2 separate regions of the Rattus norvegicus genome follow, and region 2 is linked to region 1. The links are chromatin contacts, called in public Hi-C maps. All regions are on one chromosome and are shown on one strand. Each heading gives the region's core, a stretch centred on a gene start, on an enhancer-like site or on the middle of the called end of the contact. The rest is flanking DNA. Distances are from core to core; before and after follow the strand shown.

Region 1 (5,946 bases), core at 28-2,527:
GGCTAGCTAGTATCCTGAGAAAAACCAGAAAAAACAATAAGCAAGCAAACAATCGTCTTCTCCCCATTACCTTTTCCCCTCAGTCCACCAATATTAAAAATTGGGACTGGTCCCCCAAATCTTTTAAAATGTTTCTCACGACAACTAAGAGAAAGAAGGTCTCTTCTGACCATTTATTGGAAGAATTAGTAGGATGGAGAGCGAGGATATGCGTTTTAAAAAGACTTCTTGTGCTGGAGAGATGGCTCAGTGGTTAAGAGCAATGACTACTCTTCCTGAGGTTCTGAGTTCAAATCCCAGCAACTACAATGGTGGCTCACAACCATCTGTAACGAGATCTGATGCCCTCTTCTGGTGTGTCTGAAGACAGCTATAGTGTACTTACATATAATAAATGAATCTTTTAAAAAAAGATTTCTTAACTTTTTCTTTCGTGTGTATGGGTGTTTTGCATATAAGTCTGGGCTCCGCACGCTTTCGTGGTACCCTGGGAGGCCAGAAAAGAGGATCACATCCGCTAGAACTGGAGTTACAGACTGCAGTGAGGTGCCACAAGGAATGGGAAACAAACCTAGATCCTCTGACAGAGCAGCCACGGAGCCACCTAACAGCCACTCCCGTACCGCCTCTTCCGCCCCCCTTTTTGAGATAGGGTCTCATTATGTAGCCTTGGCTAGCCCGTAACTTGCTTTGTAAGCCAGGCTGGTCTTAAACTCGCAGAGATGCGGCGGCTTCTGCTTCCCGACTGCTGGGACAAACGGCGAGTGCTACAATGCCAGGCTAACAGCAGTTGTAAAAACTCTCTGGCCTTCCCTCAAGGAAGCACCAGAGGGCGGGATTTTTCAAGTCTGGTTCTAGGTATCCGCAGCTATTCCGTAGTTAATCTATGTGTCTTGAATGGAATTGAAAACATGGGTACCCGTTACCGCCTTTCTTTTGTTTCTACGATGCCTGGACCAATGAGCGGATTTCCAGTCCCATGAGGTCCCAAACCTTTGAGAAGGCGAGCACTTCGGGAAGCTCCAACAAGTGTGCTGCCTTCCTTCTCTCCCACCTGTCGAATGGGCGGGTTCGCTGGGCGTGAACCGCGTCTGCGCCAGGCTCCACTCTGCACGCCCGGACTTCCACTCTGCCACCCTGGGTCACCTGCAAGGCGGCGCCGAGCCCCGCCCACTAGGTGGGCAAGGGGGCGGGGCGCGGGGGCGCGGTGACGCGTGACGCCGGATCCCGGAAGTGACGCGCCATCAGGGGAGGGGGAGACCAAGGAGGCGGGGAGGGGGAGAGAGGGGGTGGCGTCCCCGGCCGGTTTGAGGGGTGCGTTGCCCGGAGACGGAAAGTTTAGGAGCCTGAGCTGGCTCTGCAAGGCTAGGGGTTGGGGTCCGAGGGGTGGCGGTCCTGGGGATGGGGAAGGAGCAGGAGCTGCTGGAGGCGGCCCGCACCGGGCACCTCCCGGCCGTGGAGAAGCTGCTGTCCGGGAAGCGGCTCTCCTCCGGCTTCGGCGGCGGCGGCGGCGGCGGCTCCGGCAGCGGCGGCGGCTCCGGGGGCGGCGGCCTCGGCTCTTCCAGCCACCCTCTCTCCAGTCTGCTGAGGTGAGTGCGCGCGCCGGGGCTCGCAGTCCGGACTGCGCGGGCTCCCCCGAGAGGTCGCGGCTCCTACGGCGCGCGCGGCGCAGGCCGGGGCTCTCGTGTCTGGCGTCGCGGCTGCGGAGAATGGGGGGAGTGCCCAGGTGGCAGCCCGCGCCGCATGGCACAGCTCGGCGTCACCCTCGCCCGCCGTGAGGTGCCAGCTGTCGCTTCTCACAAAAGCCACTTCAGAGCAGACCGAATTCGCGGAATCCCTCTCACATCCTGCAGGAACTCCCACGCCGCGCGCAGCCTCGCGGCTCCCCTGGAGCACATTCTCGTTTCCTTCTCTTAGGAACTTAGGAACCTTCCACCCGGGCTGTGCAGAACCCGGCTTTTGTTTGTTTTTAAAATTGCTTCTGCGTTGATCGCGCACGAGGTGTTCAGTCTGTGAGCCCCTCTTGGCGCCTGAAGCTCAGTTTGTCATTTCCTTGTTGTCACTCTGGCTGGGTTCGTCCAAGTGGCATCTGCTCATTTCCCCCTGGGACTTAATCGCAAAGAAACCAAGGCTTGCTTAAGGGAGCTTAGGTGCGTTCAACTTTCTGAGATCTTTTAGACGCTTGAATCTCGGGCTGCAAGGCGTCGGGAGGGAGTAGGGGGTCACTCTTTGTAGTTTACAAGGGGGATTGGAATGCTCTGTCAGAGTGCACAAAATGTGTTGGTTCAGCAGCGCTTTCGTAGCTGTTTTCTTTTCCTTCCTTGTTCTTTTGAGGTTTTTAAGAAGTGGAAGTTCATTTAGAAGTGGCTTCCTTAGCTTCTGTTCCCTGTAGGTTCATGCACCTTCAGTTTAAGTAAGCTTGGAGAGGTTGCAACCAGGAAGCCCACGGCTTTAATAAATAGGTATTCATTCAGTCCTGAGTCTCAACCCACATATTTTCAGGAAGATTTTTAAAAGCACTATACAAGAACCCTCCCCTTCCTTTGATGGGGAAAAAGCCGATTCTGTTTGGCTGCACTCAGTCTCTTGAAGAATACTGGCTCATAGGTGGTAATCAAAGTTTTTTGAATAGATAAAAAGTACTGATTCTAGTAGAATGGTTGTGTGTGTGTGCCTATGTTTGGGTGTGTGTGTGTGTGTGTGTGTGCGCGCGCGCGCGCGCGCGAATGTGCACGATGAAGGCTAGACGTTGACATCTGGCGTCTTCCTCACTTGCTCTCCCCCAAAACCTGGAGTTTGCTGATTGCGCCAAACTGGCTGGCCAGCAAGTCCCAGGGATTTCCCTGCCTCTGCCTTCCCAGTACTAACATTACAGCCACGTTGGCGCGCTCTCTCTCTCTCTCTCTCTCTCTCTCTCTCTCTCTCTCTCTCTCTCTTTATTCTTCCTTTAAACATGGGTGCTAGATCAAATTCAAGGGTTCCTGTTTGCTGAACAAGCACTCTATGGACTGAGCCATCTCCTCAGGGGATGATCAGCCTCTAAATAAATTGAGATCCTAGCTGGTAGTGGTTGGCACTTCAGAGGACAGACACTTCTCTGGGATAGGTTAGAATCTCCAGGGGAGGTGCACCGAGGCTGGCTTTGAAGTCAAGGTTTGGGTAGATAGCACGTAGTTGGGAATGCTCAGAGGAAGCACACCCTGTTCAGAGGCAGGGTTTGTTTGCTGTTTGTGGACTACTCGGGGACTTCCTGCTTGGGATCTTGAGTAGTCGTGCCTTTAAAGGCAAATAAGAATGGATCGGTATACTTTTGGCTCTCATGTTAGCAGCCTGTCTTGTATTAGCACACTTGTATTCTCAGTCTCTATATTAGCACCTGAAGACAGAGTCTCCCAGTTGGGGTTTCTATTGCTGTGATGAGACACCATGACTAAAAGCAAGTTGGGGAGGAAAGGGTTTATTTAATGGCTTGCACTCCCACATCATAGTCTGGTCACTCACTCAGGACCAGAACTCACCAGGGCAGGAACCTGGAGGCAGAGCTGATGCAGAGGCCATGGAGGGGTGCTGCCGACTGGCTTGTTCTCCTGGCTTGCTCCTCATGCCTTGCTCAGCCCTCTTTCTTATAGAACCCAGGACTACCAGCCCAGGGGATGGCACCACCTACAGTGGGCAGAGCCCTCCCCCATCAATCACTAATTAAGAAAATGCCCTACAGCCAGATCTTATGGGGGCATTTTCTCAGTTGGGGCTCCCTCCTTCCAGGTGACTCTAGTTTGTGTCAGTGGGTGTAAAACCAGCCAGCACACAGGCGCTCAGCAACTAAACACGGAACACTTTTTTCCCTCATTTCTTTGTTTGTTTGTTTTTAGGCAGTGCCTCACTACATCGCCTTGGGCTGGAACTCATTAAGTAGGCTGGGCTGGCTTTGAACTAGCAGAGATCCGCCTGCCTCTGCCTCTGCCTCCCACGTGCTGGACTTCCCACTTTTTTTTTTTTTTTTTTTTTTTAATTCTGCACGTACTCCTTTAGCTGAGAGGCAAGGGAAAACTGCACGGATGATGCAGTACTTGGGGATTTGCCGTGGACGCCCTCTGCCTCGGGGGAGGGGGACATAAACTTTCCGCACATCTTCTGCCCTCTGATACAGGTCAGGTTCCTCTTGGTGTGCCCTCAGAGGCAGTGGGACGTTGTTGAGATCTGGTTGCCACATACATAGTTAAACAAGACTGCCAGGTCTGTTGAGCACAGTGCTTTTTTCCATTTCTTCCATAAAGCATGAGTGGGTGTGTCCCTTCCCTAGAGTCACATCGCTGCTGGACTCCTCATTGGCTGCTGTGTCTGAAAGAAGCTACAGATGCCTATGAGTCTCCCAGTCTCTCAGTCTCCTGCTGGGAGGGAAGGCCTCTGCTTAGGCCCCTGCTACACTGGGTGTGTCATTAATTAGGGGCACTATGCATTTATTAAGGTTTATTTATTATATATATTGTTCTGCCTGCATGCATGCCTGCCTGCAGGCCAAAGATAACACCAGGTCTCATTACAGATGGCTGTGAGCCACCATGTGGTTGCTGGGAATTGAACTCAGGACCTCTGGAAGAGCAGCCTCTGAGCCACCTCTCCAACCCCAAGGTCACGCATCTACATAACCATGAGGCCCCTGTTGTAGGTTTGGAGGTGGAGGAAGGTACTCCTACTCTTTTTTCCTGCCTGGAACCGTGAGTTATCACTGGAAGCCGTGGACTCCTAATTTGGTGTCTCGACTGGTGTATCCTAGCCTCATTAGTACTGAAAACTGGAATCTTGACGTTTACGGAGCTTAGAGCTGCACTGGGTATAGATGTTGCGAACCACACGTGTGTTTCTTTCCTCATGTGTTTATGACCCTTCTCCCCCAGTCATCCCACATAGGTTTTGTATGTATTCTTTCTGCATGTATGCGTGTACACATATGTGGAAACTGGTAAGACTGGGTTTACACGCAGATGGCATTTTTAGGTGCGTTCTGGGGATTGAACTTGGGTCCTGGTGCCTACAGAGCAAGCATGTTACCAGCTGCGCCCTCTCACCAACCCCTCCTGTGTGTTCTGAAATTACAAAATACTCCCTTCTCTCCTCACAGGTCCCATTTCTTAGAGCTATTTTGTACCTGGGTCTTAGCCTCACACACCCCATGATGGTCCTCAGACACACAGGTCTCGGGGGACACATATATCATACACAGTAGTTCTCAGTCCCACCTTTGCTTGCCTCTGTAGCTCTCATGTCTTTGCTCTGTTTGCTGGCTTGTCTTTTCGTCAGCTGACACAAGCAAGAGTCACCTGAGAAGAGGGAGCCTCGGTTGAGGGAAGACCTCATGATGGATGGCACAGGGCCCAGCCCACTGTGATCGATGGCACCCTGGAGTTCCCTCATCGATAAAGTATGACCTGAGAGCTCTAAGCTGAAATAAACCCTTTCCTCCCTAAGTCGCTGTTGGTCATGGGCTTGACAGTGTTCCCACAGCCCTCATCCACTGAGAGAGCATCTGAATCGCACTCTCAGCAGAGAAGATCTCTGCTACCAGCATTTACAGACACCGAAGTGCAAAGTCCTGCTCTCTTTGGAGACTCTGGTTTTGAAAAATCTAAGCCTACAGGATACCGTGTTCTGCTGACTCCTGTGGCTACTGTCCCCTCTCTGCAGCGTAGAGCATTAGACTAGTGCTGGAGTCAGGCTGTCCGAATTCTTCTGCCAGCACTGACTGTCGCTGGACTTGTGGAAGTTAAGTACTTTGATCCCTACCCTCTGTGAGATGAAGACACTGGTACCTGCCTCACGGATGCTGCCTTGGGTAATTAATGTGGTGACCACACTGTACCACAGTTCATAACACATCCTGTGAGCTCACTGTGAGCGATCCTCAATTCCTCACACAGTCTGTCCTGTGCACTTGTGTTGTGCAAA
Region 2 (5,233 bases), core at 1,743-4,242, 58 kb after region 1:
GGAACGAGGAAAGCCACTGGTCGAGCAGATGCATTGGGTGGGGCTGAGGGTTTAGAATTCACCTCACCTGCATCCTGCCAAGCTCTGTGACCCTGGGTAAGTTACTCACCTCACACACATCGGCTTCCTAGGGCTCCCGGACATGTTCCTGTGGGGGGAGTTTCAGGGGGTGAACCATGTAAACAGACCAGCCTTGGTGGTGCACACCATCCGTCCCAGCTCCTAGGGAGGCTGAAGCATGGATTTCAAGGACAGCCTGGATGGTGCCACAAGGCCCCCTCCCAAAACCAGACGGAACTGTGGGAGAACTGAGCATGACTGTAGTTACATCACTGGAGAGGTCAAGGTAGGAGGATCAGAAGTTGAAGGCCATCCCTGGCTACACGCTGGGTTAGAGGCCGGTCTGGATGAGTTGAGGCCTTGTTTCCAAAAGCCTTAGAAAGCAGCCAAGCAAGCGGAATGGCGGGCGCCGGAGTCCTGTTCCGGGTATTGGAATGTAGGGAGCTCCTGGTGCGAGCTGTCTCTTCTAGATGGAGGGAAGTGGACCCACGGTTTGTGTCAGTTCAGACCAAGTGCTGCTCACCTCATTCTGAAGCGGGATTGCCAGGGCTAAGCTAGGCTTTAGGACCAACTCAGCACAAAATTCGTACCCCTCAACAGTGACTCCGTCACCTGTCCTCCTGCTCCAGCCCACTGAATGGACGAACAGTCAGTCAATCATTGTCAGAACTCTCAGGGAGAGTGGCGTCCACTGACTGGAGAGACTTGTTTCCCCTGGTAGCGAGCGCCTCAGTGTCACACGCCTGCACCAGCATTTAGGAAAATTCGTGCAGTACTATTTACCAATAATTAACTTAGAGGAGAACAGTTCATCATTTAAATCCCTGTGCGTGCACGTAATGGTGTGGGAGGGGTGTGCCTGCCTGTGTAAGAGGCCAGACGAGGACGTCTGATTCTGATTGCCCTGCCCTGTCACTCTCTCTGTTTTATCCCCTTGAGATTTGTCTCTGAACCTGAATCTGGCTGGTGGCCAACAAGCCCCGGCAATCTTGCCTCTACCTTCCCTCCCCCAGTGCTGGGGTCATAGACCATTCCTAGCTTTGTTCATGTGTGCGGGGTCCTGACTCAGGTCTTCATGCCTGCAGGAAAAGCTCTTACCCATGGAGCCATCTTTCCATCCCTAATTTTTTTTGTATTCTTTTTCTTTTTTTAAATTTACTTATATGTTACACGTATAGTGTTTTACATGCATGTATGTCTGTGCAAACACATGCATGCCTGGTGCCTGCAGAGGTCAGAAGAAGGCATCAGAACCCCTGGAACTGGAGTTACAAACAGTTATGAGCCACCACGTGGGTGCTGGGAGTTGAACCCCGGTCCTCTGGAAGAACAACCAGTGCCCTTAACCACTGAGCTATCTCTGTAGCCTTCATTCTTTAAATAACGAAGGTGTTGAAGGTTCGAGGTAGAGCCCTTCGCTGGCAGTGAGAACACAACGGTAGATAAAACTGAACGTGTTTGGTCTGCCAAGAGAAGCGACCAGATAGGGACCCACAGCTCTTTCCGATGCCAGGGAGGCATCGCAGGTGGCACTCCTGCCTCACCTTGGACAGGGCTGATGGGGTATGGCAGGGAGAGGCCAGGGAGAGTAGGCACTCCAGGAAATACAGAAACCTGCGAAGTCTCTCTTGAAGGTGCTGCGGACCCATCACCCTCGTGTCCCCTGTCCTATCTAGTGAGATCCCAGTCAACCACCATGGCACCCATGTTCCCTTAGCAGAGGGCCTCACACTGGTGTGTGCTTCTCATTTCCTTTGGAGAGGGTTGGTATCTCTTTAAATAAAACTTTCAGAGCAAAGCAGTGACTTCTCCCCTGTTCTGCCTTCCCCACAGTGCTGAGTGCTCTGCCCAAGGTGCAGTCCAATGTCTCAGGCAGGCAGGGGACAGTGTAGGCTTAGCAAGTAGACATGGAGGGTCCCCACTTAGCGCTGGCGCCCTGGAGACCATTCTTCTGTAAGCTGATCGGACACTGCTGATGTGCATCTGTGGGTCAGGAACTGAAGACCCGAGGGTCGAGACCATTGATGAGACCGGTGCAGTCAGAGGCTTCTTAGGACTCACCTGCGGCTGTGCTCCTCAGCCTGCCCTGTCCTCTGCCCCAGAATCCCGACTGCTTCCCTTCCCATCGCCATCAGCAGGCAGGGTACAGGGCACGGCGCCTCACCCGACCAACCACAGCGGTGGAAATTGGTGCTGGGAAGAGGCGCCAGGAGTTCCCAGTGGCCCCCCAGAAGCCTACCTGTCAGCCTGCGATGGGTCTGCCCGCCCTGCCAACTGGAATAAGGTGCAGGACAGAATGGAGGTCACCTGTGGCTCTGCCCCTTGCCCCTCCCCCCAGTGCTGTGTTGGGTACATGTGTGCAGAGGTGACGTGGGGTACCGCCTCTCACTGTGTCTCCCTCTGGAGGGGAAAAGGCCTTCAGTATTGCAGCTACTCATTACACGTCTGAAACAAAACACACAGCCACAGAACGCCCACACAGCCAGACTTACATTTCAGGGTTTACTAAGGCTCCTCTAGCCAAGCAGGCAGCAAGTCCCCAGTCCTCTGTTCCGTGTGGAACTGTGCCTACCTGCCCGTCCTGTTTCTGCTGCCTTTCTCCCCACAGTAGTCATTGCTGTCATGGCCCTTTGTCCCTCTCCCTCTTTCATGTGTACCTCCCCATCACTCCCCACTTTGTGAGGACCAGTCAGACAAGTTCCTTCACTGACCCGGAGCTCACTGATTGAGCCTGGGTCAGTAGGAACCGTCTCCCACCTGGGATCAGAGGTGCAGGCCACTGTGCCTGGCTTTTGCATGGGCTCTGAGAATCCGAGTCGCCCCAGCCTGTTGTTCCTCTATCCTTAAAGTTCGGCTTCCCTTAGTAGTCTTGACTGTGGAAGGGGAGGTCTTGCCACCGTTCCTGCAGACGGTGCACTGCCGGTCAGTGTCGGCTTGTGTCGCCGTGGCTGTCACAGCAGTTCATCTGCTGAGCCACTCAGAATACACCAGTCCTCTTCCTCCTTCTCATTTATCAATAACCTCTTGGTTTCCTGAGTTTACTTCTCAAACCATGGCTATACTTGTTAAATCTCTTTAGCGTCTCCCTACATCCCAGGCAGATTGATGTGTTACCCTGTCCTACAGATACTCCCCGGTGGGCCGAGTCCCTGGGCCTGGTTTCCTGGACAGCCATCTTCCTGTTTCTCACTGCTTATGTGTTCGGTGGAGCAGCACATCCTCCAGTTTTCTTCCCGACAAAGTTTGAGATCTTGGGTGTCTAAACATACCGTACGGTTTGAGCATTGAGAGTAATGCGTCTGCTGGAGAGGTCCAGGCTGGGAATGATGTCACCTCAGAAGTCGTCCTGTCTTTAGTGTTGTCTTCCCATACTGAAGGTTTCCTCAGTGCCCAGGATCCCTCTCTGTCATCTGCACTTGTGTAAGTCTGAGGCAAAGAAGCTAATTGGACACTGTGCAGAGGCTAGGAGAGCTTGTCGGGGGTACCCCATATCATGATAGAGGGAAGAAAACCCCCCAGATCTGCAGCTCCTGACCTTTCCTCTGGAGTCACTGTGTCTCCAAAACATAATCTGGCAGCTTCCTGTTTGGGTGTAGAAGGCCAAGTGGGCCATGGGGCAGGATCTTACCCTTTGAGAGGAAGATAGCGCAGTGGGTAAAACCCTTGCTGTGCACGCACAGGAACCTGAGTTCTGGTCCCCAGCATCACATCAAATCTGGGAGTAGTGGTGCACACCTGCAGCTGGGGGTGCAGAGATGGATGGGGTCCTAGGGACTCACTGGCCAACCAGCCTAACCCCGGGGTTCCTAGTCCAGTGAGAGACCCTGTCCCAATCCATACAGTGGGGAGCGAGAAAGGATGACAGCTGATGTGGGCCTCTGGTCTCCCTGCGGGTATCCAAGTCCCTGAACCTGCGTGTGCATGCATTTGTATTCACTCTAAATGAAGACTTCCATTCGGGACCTTTCTGTGCCTTCTGTGCAGGGCCACACGTATTAACCGATGTGTGAGCAGCCCCTTGACCAAGACCTGTTGGCCAGAGCTCACTCACCAAATGTGTGTTCTTGTGTCATATGGTCTACTCATTTGTCCTGCAAACCTTGCTCAGAGCCTGCAGATGTGGCCGTGCTGTGGGACACAGGGACGAAGAAGCTTCGAGGCGAGGTTCAGGGCCAAAGAAGATCCACACCTTCCTGTACTCCCTTGCCGTCTTCAAGGTTTTCTGAGGTCCTGTCTAAATGTAGGCGCTTCCAAGGCAATAGGGCAGGGCTGCTTCTATAGCACGTGAAACAGCGTCTGATACACAGTGGGATGTGGATCTGCTCTAGCTTCTGGAAATGTCCAATGAAGAAAGTCCTGATCACGTGAGCAAGTGGCTCAGGTGCTGTGCCTGACACGGGGGAGGGGCAGCCGCTGAGGATGGAGCCTGGGCCCTGAACCTGGACCTAAAGCTATCCCAGGAGGCTAAGAGTGCTGAATTGCTCCATGGCTGCAGAGAGTCTGCTTACGTCTACCCTGCGGCTCTGCAGAACCCACAGAAGCTTTGTATAGGGATGCTCTGGGCCGCTTTTAGAGCCCGGCTCCCACCTCCGCTGTACTCCGCTGTGTCTGCGGGTGAGCAGCCTTTGGTACTCACTGCTTGAGGACAGCACAGGGAGGAAGACCGGGATTTGTAAACAGCTCTTTTCTTGAGCTGCCAAGAAGGAAGGCCGTTGGGTGGAGAGGATGTCGCTGCCATCCTGTCCAGAGCTAAAATCCAAACAAGGAGATCACAGGCCTCCTTCCCGTATAGGAAGGAGTTCGTTTGCTCAGTCTGTTCCCTGGACCCTGAAATCTCTAGGTGAACCCTATTCCTAGATCTCTAGGTCAGAGAAAGATGGATAGAGAGGCCGTGTGTGTGTGTGTGTGTGTGTGTGTGTGTGTGTGTGTGTACACGCACGCGCGCGCCATGTCCTGGTCATCTCCTGTGGTTTTGAGGGAGTGCATGCTGGTGTAATGGCCTCTGCGGGAGCCGCTGGGGACTCTTCTAAGATGAAGGACAGCTGGGCCCTGGGCTGGTGTCCTGGGTTCTGTAAGAGAGCAAGCCAGGGGAAGCAACACCCCTCCACGGCCTCTGCAGCAGCTCCTGCTTCCTGACCTGCGTGAGTTCCAGTCCTGACTTCCTTTGCTGATG

The links. Hi-C and Micro-C count contacts between places; a contact is called where the count stands out from the background.
Region 2: a contact with region 1 is called in a Hi-C map of liver, with 2.8 times the contacts expected there. The contact joins the enhancer-like site here to the promoter of Anks1a in region 1. A contact is called at or near these places in 6 of 12 Hi-C or Micro-C datasets (the A7r5 cell line, Schwann cells, frontal cortex and 3 more).

Annotation. Positions count from the first base shown.
Region 1 is chr20:5,964,166-5,970,111 of GRCr8, forward strand. It overlaps Anks1a (ankyrin repeat and sterile alpha motif domain containing 1A), which reads left to right and starts at 1,278. Exons shown (of 25, transcript NM_001414943.1): 1 at 1,278-1,589. The coding sequence starts at 1,402. It also overlaps a transcript of Taf11 not described here.
Region 2 is chr20:6,020,794-6,026,026 of GRCr8, forward strand. The region is part of intron 1 of Anks1a (ankyrin repeat and sterile alpha motif domain containing 1A); the gene reads left to right. Among named protein-coding and RNA genes, the nearest start is that of Anks1a, 58 kb to the left of the region's middle. Within about 2 kb of position 2,993, at least 7 of the 93 cell types and tissues checked have an H3K27ac peak or open chromatin away from gene starts, as enhancers often do. A contact at or near this core is called in liver, where this site is marked.